2 separate regions of the Danio rerio genome follow, and region 2 is linked to region 1. Evidence: chromatin contacts called from public Hi-C data. All regions are on one chromosome and are shown on one strand. Each heading gives the region's core, a stretch centred on a gene start, on an enhancer-like site or on the middle of the called end of the contact. The rest is flanking DNA. Distances are from core to core; before and after follow the strand shown. Region 1 overlaps trps1 (trichorhinophalangeal syndrome I). Region 2 holds the start of trps1 (trichorhinophalangeal syndrome I).

Region 1 (3,832 bases), core at 645-3,144:
CCAGAATATTAATAAACAAAACAAAAACAAGTGCACTCATATTCCTCTCTGAAAAAAGCAACAATAACTGAGAATGTAAGGTGAAGATGTTTATGTAAATTAACATTTGTTTGTTTTCAACAATAAGTGAAGTTTCATAAACTAATTTTGAGAGGAGCATGTGATATGATTGAGCATGACCGGCTGCTCATCTGTAATCAGTAATAATCCAATCAGAGTGATCCCAGCTTACAGTAAATGGATGGCTTTTCCCTACTGCTCTATCTTCGTTTTTGAAGAATCCCCCCTTCTACCCCATCTCCTCCTTTTCCTCCCTTTTCTAAGGGGAGCTCTCGAGACTTACCTGATCTCGGATCCCCTAATATGCTTATTGACCGAGTGGGAGCCTTGGGCTCAAGCATGTCCGAGCTCAGGGTTCTCTCCTGGGACAGCATGCCAAACCTGCTATTAACGCTAAGCATATATAAGTGGGAACTCTTGAGTTCAACATGGCAAGTTGACTATACTGAATTTCTACACATTGAATCAATAGCCTGAGGTCACATTGTGTATTTATTGACTTTTCTAAAACTGACTTTTCTGAGTGATTTACGTACGATGTAAGATGTTCTTTCATGTCTATTTATTTGGTAACACTTTACGTAGTACTATAACATTTAGTGCTATAACTGGAAGTAAAGATATGCCATACTGTATAAAATATTTACTAACTTATTATATATAACATTATATATAAATATAATTATATACAGTTGAAGTCTGAATTATTAACCCCCCTTTTGATTTTTTTCCCTCAATTTCTGTTTTACAGAGAGATTTTTCAACACATTTCTAAACATAACAGTTTTAATAACTCATCTCTAGTAACTGATTTATTTTATCTCTGCTGTGATGACATTTATAGGCTTAACTACGTTAATTAGGTTAACTAGGCAGGTTAGGGTAGTTAGGCAAGTTATTGTATAATGATGCTTTGTTCTGTAGACTGTTGATAATTTTGACCTTAAAATGGTGTTTAAAAAAATTTAAAACTGCTTTTATTCTAGCCGAAATAAAACAAATAAGACTTTCTCCAGAAGAAAAAATATTATCAGACATACTGTGAAAAATTCCTTCCTCTGTTAAGCATCATTTGGGAAATATTTAAAGAAGAGAAAAAAATAAAAAAGTCAAAGTGCTCCAGGATTGGCCAGCACAGTCACCAGGTATAAACATTATTGAGCATGCCTGGGGGAAGATGGAGGAGGCATTGAAGATGAATCCAAAGACTCTTGATGAGCTCTGGGAGTCCTGCAAGATCGCTTTCTTTGCCGTTCCAGATGACTTTATTAATCAGTGATTGGAGTCATGTCAGAGATGTATGGATGCAGTCCTCCAAGCTCATGATGGAGTCAGACACAATATTCATTCTGTCTCCACTGCAGCAGGACTTTATATTCTATACTGGACATTATTTCTGTTCAGTGACAAGACTTTAGTCTAAGCAAAGTCAGACCTTACTGTCCTAATCAAATCATTCAAAATCAAGCCATGATCATATTTTATTTGGGTAAAATAAGCGTCATCTAGAGGCCTTTGCCTTTCATATAAGCCACTTCTGATACCAAATGATCAACTAGAAGTCAACTTATTTGTTGTTCCTAAAGCTTGGATAGGCCACAAGACCAGTGTCAGGTAGTGGTGTACGCTGTGTGTATCTGTGGATGTGATGTAGTGGGCATTCGCATTGTGACAGCGCAGTGAGTGAGTTGAAACTCCTCCAGAAAGGCCTCATCTGATTTCTTACGGGAATGTAAACAGTGTTTTCAACAGCTCGCCTCGTCTGGTATCAATCACGTTCAGGCTTCATGACTAAAGGCTGCGTTTCTGTACTGCTAAAATATGGCTGTAAGTTAATGTTGTGTGTGACAGTTGCGGTCAGAGGGAAAAGAGAGACAGCGGATGGAAAGAGAGAGAGACGGGAGGGATAGACACGGAGAGGAAGAAAGCCAGAAATAAACACACAAACCCAGGAAGATGTTGCTCTGTTAATTGGACACAGATAAGCCAGAGCCGCCGTGTGGAGATGAATGCAGAGGTGTGCGTGTGTGTGTGTGTGATAGTGTGCATGTTTTTGTGACATATCAGGACACAAATCTGTAAAATAGCACAGGTTTGACACAGGTTTTACTGGAAGGTGGCGCATTATGAGGACATTGCTGACGTCCTCACTTCTCCAGAAGCTTTGAAATCACACAGTGAGTTTTTTCGTTGTGCTGTGAGTGTGGGTTTAGGAGTAGTGTAGAGTTAAGCCAATACAAAATACAGTCCGCACAGTAGAAAAACAATGACAACCTATGGATGTCCCCACAATTCACAAAAACAAACACGTATGTGTGTGTGCGCATAAATTCTGCAGGAGGGAAATAATGGAGCTCCTCAAGGCCAGTGTCATGGCAACGGCTGGATCATCAGGCCAGCGGTGTGGGCTCAAAGAGCAGCGCCGAGACCACCACTGCTTTCATTACCCTCAGCTGACTACACACACATACACATACTTTTTCTCACACACAATCACAGACTCGCTCACACAAACGTGTGCAAACGCGCGCACACACACACACACACACACACACACACTTTCACACACAAACACTTTTTTACACACAAACACTTTCACGCAGACAAACACACACTATACAAACACACTATTTATCACAGACAAACACACACACACACACTCTCGCAAATACAAACACACACTTTCTCTCAGACTCTCGCACAAACTTTTTACATGCAAACACACAATCTCACAAACAGACACACACCAAATACACGCTCGCGCACACACTTTAAACACACAGATATGCATAATCTCTCTCAAACAAGCACACACACACACACACACACACACACACACACACACACACACACACACTCTCTCTCACACACACAAACATGTAAAAAGATGTAATTAATTATTGACGCTAAGCTTGATTTTTAGCATCATTACTTTAGTCTTAAGTGTCACATGACCTTGTACTCTTTGTGGTATGCTGTATAACCAATATGCTATTATTATTATTGTTGTTATTATTATTATTATTATTATTATGATTATTATGATTATTATTATTATTGCTATTATTATTATTGTTATTGTTATTATTATTGCTATTATTATTATTGCTATTATTATTATTATTATTATTATTATTATTGCTAATTTATTATTATTTTTGTTATAATTGTTATTATTTTTTCTATATTTATTATTATTATTATTGCTATTGATATTATGATTAGTATTACTATTGTTATTATTATTGTTTTTATTAGTAATATTGATGTTATTCTTATTATTATTATTATTATTATTATTATTATTGGCAATATGCATAACATTAATCATTTTAAAATACAAAAAATGACCTTAATAACATATAATAATTTGCAATATGCGTACAATATAACTATTTAATATGAAAATAAAGGCATTTATTATTATTATTATTATTATTATTATTATTATTATTATTACATTATACAGATATAATTATGTAGCTGATATAATATAATTATTATAATAATATTAACTCTAAGGGTTATAATCTAAGATTTATTCTTTTCATTTGAAATTGTAATATTTGTAGTCTGCTGCCATGTCTCGCTTCTCTTTAAAAGTGTGGGAAGACACATAATAAAACGCTTTACTGTTTGATCCCTTTAACTCAACACTGAATGAGTTCTCTTACCCCTGAGCCCAGGAGCATTATGGGTATTTGAGTGAAATGCTGCTTTCGTCAGGCCTCTCCAGCAGGATATATCACGTCTTATTTTCTCATTTTAAAGT
Region 2 (3,832 bases), core at 569-3,068, 170 kb before region 1:
AAGAGTTTATATCTTGCATTTTAAAAATTGACATAAGTGTTTGCTCATAATTTTGTCTGTATTGTACATAATTTAAAGTTTAAACTTTGTCTAAATAATTTTTTCCCTTTAAAATTGTTAGATATAAACTTATGAGAAAACAAGCCCAAACTGTGAGACAGAGTAATTGCAAAAAAATAATTCATTTTAATAATACATTTTTTTGTCGTTCTCTCTGCATTAATTTTAAATACAATTTCAAGTTTAAACGTTCTCTAAATATTTTCTTTCTTTTAAAATGGTGAAAGATAAACTTGCTAGAAAACAAGTCAAAACTTTGGAACAAAACTTTTGTTTTTTTCTGTGTTGTTTCTGTATTAATGTTGACTTTGTTTTAAAAACAATTTCAAGTTTGATTTTTCTAAAAAAAATTTTGCTCTAAAACTGAGATATAAATGCAAGAATACAAGTTAAAATATAGACATAATTAGTACTAAAAACTTGCAAAAAAAAAAAATCACAATTGTATGCTTTTTCCAAGTTTAAGCTTGCTCTAAATATTTTTTCCTTTAAAATGTGAGAGATAAACTTGCAAAACACAGACTATAGTAGTTGCAAGAAAATATATCAGAATTGTATGTTTTTTTCCAAGTTTAAGCTTGCTCTAAATATACATTTACATTTACATTCAGTCATTTAGCTGACCCTTTTATCCAAAGCGACTTAAAAATGAGGACAAGGAAGCAATTTACACAACTATAAGAGCAACAATGAATAAGTGCTGTAGGGAAGTTTCAGGTGTGTAAAGTCTAAGAAGGAAAGCATTAGTAGTTTATTATTTTTATTTATTTATTTTTTTTGTAATTAGTGGAGGAGTCAGAGAGGGAGTTGCATATTAGTAAGGAAAGTGGAGACTAAATAGAAATTGTGAGAGATCAACTTTCAAGATATAAACTAGTAATTGCATGTAAATAAATCAGAATTGTATTCTTTTTTCAAGTTTTAGCTTGCTCTAAATATTTTTTCCCTTTAAAATTGTGAGAGATAAACGTTCAAGATATAAACTAGTAATTGCATGAAAATAAATCAGAATTGCATGCTTTTTCAAGTTTCAGCTTGCTCTAAATATACTTTTTTCTTTAAAATTGTGAGAGATCAACTTGCAAGACACAAACTAGTAATTGCAAGAAAATAAATACTAATTTTATGCTTTTTCCAAGTTTCAGCTTGCTCTAAATATATTTTTTCCTTTAAAATTGTGAGAGATAAACTTTCAAGATATATAACTAGTAATTGAAAATAAATCAGAATTGCATGCCTTTTTCAAATGTAAGCTTTTGAAAACAAATACTTTTTCTTTAAAATTGTGAGAGATTAGCTTGCAAGACACAAACTAGTAATTGCAAGAAAATAAATACTAATTTTATGCTTTTTCCAAGTTTAAGCTTGCTCTAAATATTTTTTATTCTCCTTCAAAACTGTGAGACATAAACTTGCATGACACAAACTAGTAATTGCATGAAAATAAACCCGAATTTAATGCATTTTCATTGATTGTTTTCTTTGTATTGTGAGTTGCAACGTAGGGCTTGTGCGAAAAACTAATTACCTTTTCATTCACCGGCGGAAACGTGTTTTTTTTTTCCTTTTTTTCAGAACAGAAGTGCGAAGCCACCAGCTGAGAAGCAAAGCTGTGAGTTTCTATGGCGAAGCTGCAGAGCGGCTGGAGCTGGAGCTCTTTTAGCGGTCACTGTCCCTTTAAGAGTGCGCGCTCTAGGGTGGCGCTTTCCTCCGCAAGGGCTTCTTGATATTAATAGTGTTGGTGTCTTGAAACTGACGTAATGCTTGGAGTCTGAGGTCCTGACAAGCGATAACATTTCTGATAAAGAACTGAGATCACTGCAAAAACCAGCCTCCTTTTTTCCACCCCAGACTCAGGCGTTTTTTTACTATCAAACACAGTCTCCCAAGATTTCACGTGTACAGGAGCAATTCGCAATCTTACATCCCCATAAAAAAGAAATCATTGCCCGAGATCAACAAACAAACAACACAAAGACGCTCCATGGCTCACGCCAAAGCTCCACCATCTTTCAGACTGCAAAGACTATTGCAATTTAATCAACAGGTAAGGAGAAAGCGAATCAATGAGCATTGCGATCACGGCAGAAGAACGATGTGCGTTTTAGCCTGTAGTTCCTGATGTCTTTTAGGGGTGAATGTTATGTAATGTTGAGAGAAGGGCGAAGGGATTTGCTGCTGCTGAATCAGTTGAGTGCTGCTACTTTGCAAATGCAAAAAAATAAGAGCGGATTTCGACGTGCCATTCGCGAAATTGTCGCCAGTTTAATTCGTAGCTCCCAGTAGTTTTTCTTAGAGGTGTTTTGCTCTCCTTCCCATTTCTCTTCAGCCATTTCACGCCGTGTTGCAACGCGTTTTGCGCAAGATATTATCCAGAATGTAGTAATAATGTAAGCCGCGACCGGGGCGCATTGTTTACGTGTAAACCGGCGCGCTAAAGTAGCTAATGGCTTCCCAACTCAAGTTCTACAAAGTTTCATCAAGTGTGTAGGCTACTGTTTTTTTTTGCGTAAATGATGATGCTTCGAGCTGAATGGCGCTTTCCACACAAACTTCGAAAACTTTCCGTAACTGATGTACGATAAGAAAACGCGTAGGCATGGCAACGCGCTGAACGTTACACTTCATTTTCCACACACAAAGAAGTTCGCAGTTGTTTACATGACAGTCCGCGGATCCTAACAGGCTTTTTAATCGACATTTTGCGGTTTTTGTTGTGGAAAGATGTGCTCTTCGAGGCGATGGAGACGCGCGGCACGTTTCTGAGGAAAACTTTGTGAATAGCGGTAACTGACTGTGGGTATTTTCCTCATTTGGATGTTTCTTTGTTAACCTGTAAAAGTTAACTCGTGGGAAACAGTTTTCAGTATTTGCTTTAGCGTCTTTGTGGGCAACTTTCGCACTTAGGTGTGTTTTTGGGGGGCTGTAGTTCACAAAGTTTCTTGTGGCGTGACCATAGTGGCGTGATGGAGCTTATCACTCTCTCCCTTTCTCTAAAACAAAACTTTCTCGACTGAAGGAATTTAAATAAGTCTGTTTTAATCCGCTAATATGAAGGCATGTGTGTGGATTGTGTCCATTTTCTATTGACACATAGTCGTTTTCTTCTTATCGTTTGCTTTCTGATGTTATCAGTCAGACAGTAGGAACATATTTGATATGTGTTTAGTAGATATTCGTTGTGTATGTCGTAAGTAACTTGTATTTTGACTCCTCAGTTCTGCAACTGTGGTTATGTTTCCAGTTAATTTGGTTTTACAGTCACTTTCACATTAGATGTCATTAGTATCTTCAAGTGGGTGGAAACAAGTATTTATCTCAAAGCTGATAAAATCACCCACACTTCACTCGAGCGTAACCTGTGTCTGATTGTTGAAGATATGAAATCCTATGTTGGTTCCAGTAGATGAGTTTGCGATGTTTCCTGTAAACCCTGAAAGTTGCCACACTCGGGCAGTCTGGAAATGATATGTTCTTTTTTTCTTACTGAAATAGTTTGTCAGTAAAAGTTTCTTAATGACAAAGCCCGTGCAGGCAAATGCAGGTCATCATATAGAGAAACTCCCAACTGTAAACAAAGTTTCACATACAGTCAACAGGGAACCTCAGCTCTGTCATCATCACGCGTCTACAGTTTTCCACTTGCATTTTATTTTTATATTCTCCAAGGACTTAATTCACTTCAACTATTGTGATTTTGCTTAGATCAGAAGATGAAATCTCCATCTGCTCGTAATATTATTTAATTTCTTGTGCATCGTAAACATTCATT

The links. Hi-C and Micro-C count contacts between places; a contact is called where the count stands out from the background.
Region 2: a Hi-C map of embryo shows a contact between it and region 1, with 1.6 times the contacts expected there. The contact joins the promoter of trps1 here to the enhancer-like site in region 1. A contact is called at or near these places in 1 of 18 Hi-C or Micro-C datasets (embryo) and 1 of 4 datasets of contacts at active chromatin or transcription factors (caudal fin).

What each region holds. Positions count from the first base shown.
Region 1 is chr19:48,325,568-48,329,399 of GRCz12tu, reverse strand. All of the region lies in intron 6 of trps1 (trichorhinophalangeal syndrome I), which reads left to right. Among named protein-coding and RNA genes, the nearest start is that of trps1, 170 kb to the left of the region's middle. Within about 2 kb of position 1,894, at least 11 of the 62 cell types and tissues checked have an H3K27ac peak or open chromatin away from gene starts, as enhancers often do.
Region 2 is chr19:48,497,532-48,501,363 of GRCz12tu, reverse strand. It overlaps trps1 (trichorhinophalangeal syndrome I), which reads left to right and starts at 1,818. Exons shown (of 8, transcript NM_001177934.1): 1 at 1,818-2,107.